2 separate regions of the Mus musculus genome follow, and region 1 is linked to region 2. The links are chromatin contacts, called in public promoter capture Hi-C maps. All regions are on one chromosome and are shown on one strand. Each heading gives the region's core, a stretch centred on a gene start, on an enhancer-like site or on the middle of the called end of the contact. The rest is flanking DNA. Distances are from core to core; before and after follow the strand shown. Region 1 overlaps Rap1gap2 (RAP1 GTPase activating protein 2). Region 2 holds the start of 1700051A21Rik (RIKEN cDNA 1700051A21 gene).

Region 1 (4,656 bases), core at 1,789-4,288, 2.3 Mb before region 2:
GAACCCTTTGCCATCCACTCTCTTGCAGGAAGGGATTCTGGTCACTCTGCTTGGCAGATGGGACAGTAAAGAGAAGAGGATGCTAGGGGGGCAGGGTTGGGTGGTGTCTGCTCATTGGCCATCCCCAGTCCTGGGATAAGGCCTATTGTCCTGATGGAGGGTCTGGGTTTGAGTCACATAGTCTGCTTCCTGCTCTGGGAGGGGTGTGTGACGTCAGCCTGGGATCACTGCAGGCCAGAGCTTAGGTAATGGGATCTTGTTCTCCCAGACCCACCTGTGAAGTGTGGCTTATGCCAAGGGCCCGCCATCAGAGAGCTTGCTTTGCAAGGCTTAGGTCTTAGTCTGTTTTAATTTATCCAGTGTTTGATTTATTCAGGTTTGTGTGTGCAGGCACATGTGTGAGAGTGATCATATATGTCCAGATCAAAAGACACCTTCAGGTGTCATTCCTTAGTTTGTTTATTCATTGTTAAAGTTGTTAGTCTGTTAGTTCTTCCTGTAGAGATGTTCATGACCATGGCAGGTTGAGTCACCACAGACTCTCTGCTCCTTTAGCTATTGTCCACGATCTGGTTCCCTTTGTCTGGGACACCAGTTCTGGCCTTTGCAGTCTCCCCGACCTTCCTCTTGCACACTCCCTCTGTTTTCTAAAGCTCTTCCCCACCCCCTTGTCTTGCAAGTCTCTGTCTGGGCTCACTTTTTTTTCTTTTTTGTTTGCATAACCCAGGGAATCACGAATCCTGCCTAAACCAGTTGTCTCACCATCACCCAAACAGGGTCTGAATCCAAATACAAAGAAGACATCTGGTGCGCTCTTGTACATTTTGGCTAGTTTTCCCTGGATTTCTGTCTTAGGGGCTGTTGCCTCCCTAGGGTAAAGGGCAGCCTCTGAAGTAGATGGTTGGCCGTGGGTTTCCTGCTCTGGGTAGTTCCGTGTCATTTGTGATGGCAGTGCTCTTCTAGCAGCCAAGCAGGAAGGAGCCCACTTATTTATTCATTTACTTTTGAGACAGGCTCTCTCATCGGTTTGCTTCTCATTGATTAGCCTAGACTGGCTGGCCAGAGAGCCCAGGAGTTCCCCTCTTGTCTGCCTCCCCAGCATGGGGTTAATAGTGTGTGCCCTCATCCCTGGCTTATATATATATATTTTTAATGTGTCGTCCAGGGCTCCAGCTCAGATATTCAGCTTGCAAAGTAGTTACTTTAATGACTGAACTCTCTTCCCAGTCACTACTGTTTTGATCTATTTTTTGTCCAGCCCCTACAAGTAGCAATTCTGTGCATCAGATTGCTTCAGCGCTCCCAAGCAAAACCGGCTGATGGTTTAAACCTGGCCAGGTAAGGCAGGGGGCATAGTGTGTCACCCACAGCTGTCAGAGGCAAAGACAGCAGTGGGGAGAATGACCTATGTCCAAGGGACTCTCTTTATATGTTAGCCACATTGTCCTCTAAACTAGGTTCTAGGGTGACAGGCCTGATTCTATCTGGCTCACCATGGGAGCAAGGACCTTCCTGGCATGTTGAACATATGCTCAGTAGATGCTATTGGGATAACTGGGTTGTTTCCAATGCAACGATAGGGTGAGACCCATTGAGTCTGGAGTGACGCAAAGGACTTTTCATAGCGTTAAATTAGGAAAGAGGTCTGGACTGCAGTGTAGCAGTCATCTGGGCACAGCTGGCAGCTGGGAGGGGATGCAGCTGATTGGAGCTGTGGAATCCTGGATCCCAGATCCTCCCAGACAGCGGAAGTTGACCTCAGATGGAGTTCCAAAGGCTCCGTTTGTTGTCAATGCATTCTGTCATGGTAAAATGAGTGAGGTGCTTCAGGAAACAGAAAAGCTGGGGACTTGGATTTCTGAAAGGACCAGCCCCCACCTCACAGCCTTGCCCAAACTACAGCTTTCCTCCCGGGCCTCACTTTCACCATGTGTCAGTGGGGACCCCTGCTGTAGCAGAGGGCTGCTAGAATAATTAAGAGAAATTCCTAGGGAAGATGTAGGATGCGTGGGCTTGTTTTCATCGGATGGCTCTGGCTATGAGTGTGGTGGTAGTGGTGGTGGGGTTCTAACAACGGCATAGATATGGGGCTCTGTTAGGTTGAATAGGAAGGCAGGAGGGTCTGTCTTCAGTGTGGAAACCTTAAGGAAAGAGCCCAGGTAGGGCTGAGGAAGAGACAGAGAGGAACAGAGGCCACATGCCCTGGTGTTGTATCTGGTTTTGCTGTTAGGGACTGAGATGAGGTGCTGGAGGATCCTCAGAGAAAGGGGATCCTACTCTCTACTGGGAAGCTCTAGCACAGCTCAGAGCTTAATGCCAGCCTGGAATGTCTGGGCATCTGTGCACTTGCCGTGTGGACCCCTTACGCCTCTGCCCTCTTTTCCCTGAGAGCCTGCCTATGGGAAGGAACTGGGAAAACTGAGGCCTGAGTGAACTTTCAGGGTGCCAAGCTTCTTTGAGGTGCTGGTGGCACTGATGATAGCAACACTAGTGGTGGTGGAGACAATGGCGGTGACAGTGACATTGAAGGTAGTGGTGGCTCTGGGGAGACACTGATATCAGTGGTGACACAGATAAAGACATAGTGGTAGTGGTGAAACTGGTCATGATGGTGACATGATGGATGACATTGTAATGGTGGTGACTTGAAGTATGATATGAAGTGGGTGATGACACCAGTAGTGACTGGGGTGATTAATGCTGTCATGGTGTTGACTGTTAATGATGATGCTGACACCAGTGTGATGGAGACATGGTGGTAAGGACACTGTGAGTGACAGTGATGACACTGGCTATGGAAGTGATTCGGGTGGTGGTGACCATTAAGGGATGGTGCTGGCACCAGTCACAATGGTGACATGGGTGAAGTGACCTCTGGTCAATAAAAGACTTATGCAGGGAGACCATTGCCCACTGTGTCTCTGATGGGGGGAGGGACCTCCGTTTCCAGCCATAAGGGCTGGCATATGTGGGGGTAAAAATAGAACCTCACACACTGCCTCCTTTGCCAGAGAAGGTGGTGCAGGCAGGGGCGGGGAGTGATGCTGTGCATCTGCAGCCAATGTGCTCTTCCCTGCTCCCAGCTTGAACCAACCTGCAGCTCTCCTTGGAGTCTGCTGTTGGCTTCTGACCTGCCTGATGGAGCATTCCTGTGGCCGGGGTACTGTTATCTCCCGTGGCATCCACACAGAGTATTGGAAGTTCTAGAGCACCGGTTCTCAACACATGGGTTGAGATCCCTTTGGCAAACCTCCATCTCCAAAAATATTCACACTATGATTCCCAACAGTAGGAAAATTACAGTTAAGAAGTAGCAGTGAAGATAATTTTATGGCTGGGGGTCACCATTGGTCTAGAGTCAGACCCGACCAGAGATTCACTTCTTTGAAGCCTACTCTCCATCTCTAAGCAGAGTGTTCTGGTCTCTTTCTGTTCCAGTTTCATTTTTGCTGCCGTGACAACACCCTGAGAAGAGCACCTTTAGGGGAGAAAGGGTCACTGAGAGGAGTCAAGGCAGGAACACGAAGACAGGCCAGCTTGCTATTGCACACAGCATTATCTCTGACCAAGGAGCTCATTTCACAGTCAAAGAAGCATGACAGGAACCAGGATGCTGCTTTCTGGCTGGCCAGGCAGGCAGGCAGGCAGACAGGCATAGGCATAGGCATACTTATTTTTTTTTTTGGGGGGGGGAGCGTTTTTGAGACAGGGTTTCTCTGTACAGCCCTGGCTGTCCTGGAACTCACTTTGTAGACCATGCTAGCCTCGAACTCAGAAATCCGCCTGCCTCTGCCTCCTGAGTGCTGGGATTAAAGGCGTGTGCCACCATGCCCGACAGTTCCTTATTTTTAATTATATGTATGTGCCTATGTGGGGGTATGTGTGTATGAATGCAAGTGCCCACAGAGGCTAAGACTGTTAGATGTTCTTGGAACTGGAGGTTCAGATGGTTGTAAGCACCCAAGTGTAGGCTCTGGGAATTAAACGTGGGTTCTCTGGAAGAACAACATGTGTGCTTAACTTCTGAGTGCATCTTTCCAGTCCTCAGCTAACTTCCTTACCAATTCAGGACCACCTGCCTAGGTAATGGTGCTGCCCACAGTGGGCTGGTGCCTCCTACATCAGTTATCAATCAAGGCAATTTCTCAGAGACATGCTCACAGGCCAAGCTGATCTAAAGAATTCCTCTGCTGAGATTCTCTTTCTAGATAGTTTCCGATGGTATCAGGTTGACAGTGAAAGTCCATCCAGGAAAGCTTCCCAAAGAAGTATGTGTGGCCCAGTTCTTCATGGAACTGAGACTTCCTTTCCTGGTTTGGAGATTTGTCTTGTAGCCGCGTTCCCTGTAGGACAGATGCAGAAGGGAGCCTGCATCCTCACACTGACTGAAACCCTTGCATTTCTCTTGGCAGGATTGACAAGACCATGCTGGCGGGTCTGAAGGTCAAGTAAGTAGCCTCTTCCTATTCTTTAGAGGTCAGAGATGACAACAGAGCAGGGTTCCTTGCACCCTGAGGCTCGCTCTGTCCAGGTTGCGTTTAACAGTTGGATGCTGTGTACTGTCAGATTCCAGGCTTGGCTGAAGGGGCTTCTTCACTGGAGGAGACTACATGGGCCTCTTGAGTCCTGGGATGCCCAGGGAAAGGCAGAGGCGTG
Region 2 (4,476 bases), core at 71-2,570:
ACACACACACACACACACACCCCAAAGCAGGAACTCTAGTTTTAATTGCCCTGGGGGAAGGGATGGGCCCAGGGCCACATAGATGCAAACAAGCAAACAAACCGAAAATAGAGAGGGCCTGAAGAAGGCAGTTGCAGACTTGAGGGCAAGGTGACAGGCAGGTCACAGGAACAGAGTCAAAAATCTTGATACAAATGTGTGTTCTGTTTTAGGGCCTTCGACATTCACAGGCTGAGAAGGTGGGGAATTCAGTAGTTCTTTCCTGGTGGTGGTGGTGGCAGGGCTAGGGGTGGAGAAGAGGGAGGAGAGGTTAGTCTCATATAATTCGTAGCAATTGCATATAACCTATTCTTTACTTCATCTCTGGATTGCTTGCAACACCTAACACACAGTGTAAGTGCCGTGCTAATAGTCGGTCTCTGTTGTATATAGTTCAGAGTACGCCGATGGTTTCCATGTTTAGAACAGAAGCAGCCATCCTAGTCGTAAACACGCTAACCATGTCAGCAACTAGATAGCATCTTGATCAGTGGTGAGAGCTGACTGTACAGGAATCTGGACTCAGCCATGTGTCAAGTAGCCTGTGGATAAGACTCCCCAGAGGAGAATGAGAGGCAGGCAGAAGAGAAAGAACTCACCGAAGTGTCAATAATGTCATTGCACCCTCTTGTGTTGGTGTCCCAAACAGGACTTAGCACAGCAGGTACTACACACAGGTCTGTTAAGGGGAGGATTAATGAATGAACGAATGCCTCGATGATGGTTGGCAGGATTATGCCCCCTCTTTTCTAAGGCCCCGTCTCCCACCATAAAATGGTACTAGCGAGGTGGTTGGTAAGTGGGCGGCAGCAACTACCCGCGCCTGGGCAAAGACGGCCGGCCTGCGCAAGCGCGTTCGCTGGAGGGTAAAAGTCGTTCGGTCTGCGAGGACAGTGACCGCCTTCCTTAGCGGTCCCTCTAGAGCGCCTACGGTGCGCTGGGTAGGAGACGGCACGAGGAGGGAAATGGGTTCTATGTCTAGAGTCGGGCTAACGCTAGGAGGAAGCCAGCGGATCTTGGAGGTGAGAAGACCGCGGTGGCGCAGGGCTCGGCCATCGCCTCTAGGAGACGCCCCTCCGGGATAGGGATGAGAAGGAGAACGCTTTGGAGAGAGAAGCCTGAGAATCCTACAGGCTGGTGTTTTTCATCTGGGACATTCCGGAGTCCAGGAGAGAGCAGGTGAGAGTACACAAAGGGTCCTCACGCTTAAGCTGGCAGAATGACCGGCACACCCTGCATGGTACTGAGGACCAGAGCAGCGCCAACGGGCTGGCAAGTGGTGAGGTGCCAGGGTCCAGTCCTCTCCATAGAGGGCTGGTGCCAAGCACTGAAATCTGCAAACGCCTCACTCTGCCGCGGGGTGGCAGAGTCCTGGGACAGACACTCCCCACAGACCCCGAGGGGTGGCTCCGCCCCAGGACCGCAGGGAGGCCTGGCAATGGGGGGCGGAGTTGTAGCCGCCCCCAATCCGGTGGGACCGCGCGTCCCCCTTTTAAGCTCGTGAAGCTTCTAGCTGCCTCGCAATCTTTTCTCCCTCCAGTCAGTCTCCCTTTCACGCGATGGATTCGGCGAAGACTTGTGTGACCAAGTTCAAGTCCTTTGCGATTTTGCTCTTCACCCCGATCCTGATGCTTCCACTCGTCATTCTGATACCTGACAAGGTCAGTTGCGTGTCTGGGCAGCCTGGCGGAATCCGGGTGCCCAGTGCAATAACGGGCACGGAACCCGGGAACGCTGAGCTGGAACGCATAGATTCCTCCGTGGGGACGAGCTCCCCTGGGACGCGTGCTCAGACGCTCCAGGCACCAGATAGGAGGTGCTCTGCAAAGAATCCGAGGGACGCACAGACCCTAAGGTGAACACGTCCTAGAGTGCACCGATTTCAGGGCGCAAGAGCCGTCCGGGCAAACACGGAAACCTGGACGTTAGAACAGATCTGAACCACACAGACCCCTCGACAGGCTTAGCCTCTGACTCAAAATCTCCTCCCAGAGTGCACAACCAACGCTAGTCCAGCTCAAAGATAATGCTCGAGCTAGTAGAGACTCTGAAGGCTGGGCTTTCTTTCCCTCTGTGCCTCTTCTCTAGGAAAGAGAGATTTCCTAGCTGTAGATGCCTTCAGGCAGGGAACTACAGGAACAGAGTGGATCATGCCTTTGCCATAATCTGGCCTTGATATTTGAAGCTCAGGTTCCCCATCTATGATCTATATTTCTTTCTAGCTCGGAAGCCAAGGAAGCCACTCTCGAGTTCAAATCCTGCTGCAGCCTGAAAGGCAGGTCGGGCACTGCCCACCGCCTGCTGAGGCAGTCAGTGTGAGGAGGCAGGACGTATTCCCAGAGCTCACGCCTTGGGTGGCATGGCTCTCGGTTGCTGGGGAAGCTGAGTCCCATTCCCTGGCCTCCTGGTGCTCCTGGGAGGAAGGGAGAGAATGAATGGCCTTGGCTGCAGAGCAGAGGAGGGCGGGAGCGCTGGCCCCGGCTCTGTCAGGCTGTGTGCAGCCAGTTTGGCGAGGCCAGGGCTCTTTGAAGCCTTATGTGGCTACCCTTTCACTCTCAGCCCAGACAGGAAACCTTGCTCGGATCCTGCTTCCCCTCCACAGGCAGGTTTGAGAAACAGTGGCTCTCTTCAGGGAAGGTTTTGAGAGGAGAGGGGTGTCCCCTGGTGGGCTTCTAGTCATTTCACATTGTGCCTTTCAGCAAGACCCTTTGCTCTCCGGGCCCCGGGTGCTTTGATGGGTACAATGGGGTGACTGGATTCTGGGAGTAAAAGGGGATCATTCCGGCTCCTAGGATTGGGGCGCGGGGGGGGGGGCAGAGGAAACATACTGAGCAGAGGCTCCACATGGGCCAAGGAGAGCAGAGCAACTGTGCGGACTCATCCGCTGCCACTCTGTTAGCGAGCATCCAGAGATTCGGGGCCATTCCCGTCTGTGGGAGGCATCCAGGTTAGGAAGCTGTGATTTTAGCTCTGCTGGCGGGGAGTGATGTTCCTTGGAATAATTATAGTTGCTTGCTTGACCTTTCTGGTAGAGGACAGTGTAACCAGGATCCCACTTTATCCCTGGCTCATGCATGTGTATGCGCACGTGTGCACACCCCCCCCCCCCCAACACACACACATACACTCAGAGAGAGACAGAGACAGAGACAGACAGACAGGTAGGCAGGCAGAGGGGGAATATAAATATCAGTGAGTTAGGTTCCCAACCGGGTGTATTAATACATCTATATGCCCTGGGACTGAAAATTTAGGGACTGGGAGGCCATTTTGGAGGTTCTTCCAAAAGGCAGTCTTCCTGTACCTTCTCTCCAAGTGGCTTGGTGCCTGGGAGCCTGGGTCTTTGGCTCCCTATTTTTGCCCTCTGTCCCTCTTTTTGCTCACCACCAAAGACCACCCTGTTCCCATTCACCATGCCCTTCATTGGGCAAGAAAACCCAGAGATACAGAACACTCCAGGACAGAGAGAGAGAGAGAGAGAGAGAGAGAGAGAGAGAGAGAGTCAGACTGTCCCCAGGGGCATCCTGACCATCACTGTCCCTACAGGATGATGGTCCCCAGCACACACTGCCCTCTGTGCTCCATGGCCCCTCTTCAGGCTTTCATATTCTCTTCCACCTTGCTTGCTTCCTGGCCTCCCCTCTGATCCACTTTTTCTCTGAGCCTTCCTCTGCTTCTAAAACCCATTTTAATAAAACCAGTGACAACTTTAATCATGTTACCTTGTTAATCTTGTAAGAAATCCTTATTTTCAGAAGTCTAAAGTATCAAGTAAAATAAGGTACCCTCATTGCCTTATTATTAATGTTTTAGTGGACAGATAGACAGTTCTCCAAATACCAGTCACACACACACACACACACACACACACACACACACACACACACACACTGGGGAGTACAGAGGGACAGGGGAGAGTTTTGCTTACCCCATTTTCATTCTGTAGCACGAACCATATAAGGGTATTTTACTCAACACTGGTCTATATTTCTAGTTGTGACTCTATCAGATTGTATCATAGAATGATGTCATAGCCACATCACTCTGCCTTAGTTGACCATAATGATGCCACCTAAGGCTTAGAACATGCCCCTTGCAGACCAGTGTGTGAGTGTCCTTAGATGAACTCTCAACCCTGGCTGATTACACTGTGCACATCTATGTGCACCGCCTTTCAACTGCGGTGCCTGCTCCCATCTCAGCTCCCAGTTGCTTTTCCAGACACCTTCTCAGTACCAGGGAAGTGCAGTAAGTATTATTTGTATGTGTGTGAGCTTGCACATTTGGAGGCTAGAGATCAACATCAGGCACAGTTTCCTCAGCTGCCATCCAGCTGTTTGTTGAGACAGGCTCTCTCAGTGGCCTGGATCTGGCCACACAAGCTGGGCTGGCCTGTCTCCACATTCTTGGAGCTGGTACAAGTGTGTGCCACAGAAC

The links. Promoter capture Hi-C pulls out the DNA fragments that hold promoters and counts their contacts.
Region 1: a promoter capture Hi-C map of hippocampal neurons shows a contact between it and region 2, with 4 times the contacts expected there. The contact joins the enhancer-like site here to the promoter of 1700051A21Rik in region 2. A contact is called at or near these places in 5 of 39 promoter capture datasets (embryonic stem cells, hippocampal neurons, liver and 2 more) and 1 of 115 datasets of contacts at active chromatin or transcription factors (embryonic stem cells).

Annotation. Positions count from the first base shown.
Region 1 is chr11:74,567,008-74,571,663 of GRCm38.p6, reverse strand. It overlaps Rap1gap2 (RAP1 GTPase activating protein 2), which reads left to right. Exons shown (of 25, transcript NM_001015046.3): 2 at 4,413-4,448. The coding sequence starts at 4,426. Among named protein-coding and RNA genes, the nearest start is that of Rap1gap2, 21 kb to the left of the region's middle. Within about 2 kb of position 3,038, at least 18 of the 459 cell types and tissues checked have an H3K27ac peak or open chromatin away from gene starts, as enhancers often do. A contact at or near this core is called in hippocampal neurons, where this site is marked.
Region 2 is chr11:72,263,688-72,268,163 of GRCm38.p6, reverse strand. It overlaps 1700051A21Rik (RIKEN cDNA 1700051A21 gene), which reads right to left and starts at 1,320. Exons shown (of 2, transcript NR_045922.1): 1 at 639-1,320; 2 at 1-283. Slc13a5 (solute carrier family 13 (sodium-dependent citrate transporter), member 5) reads left to right here and starts at 1,560. Exons shown (of 12, transcript NM_001004148.4): 1 at 1,560-1,700. The coding sequence starts at 1,599.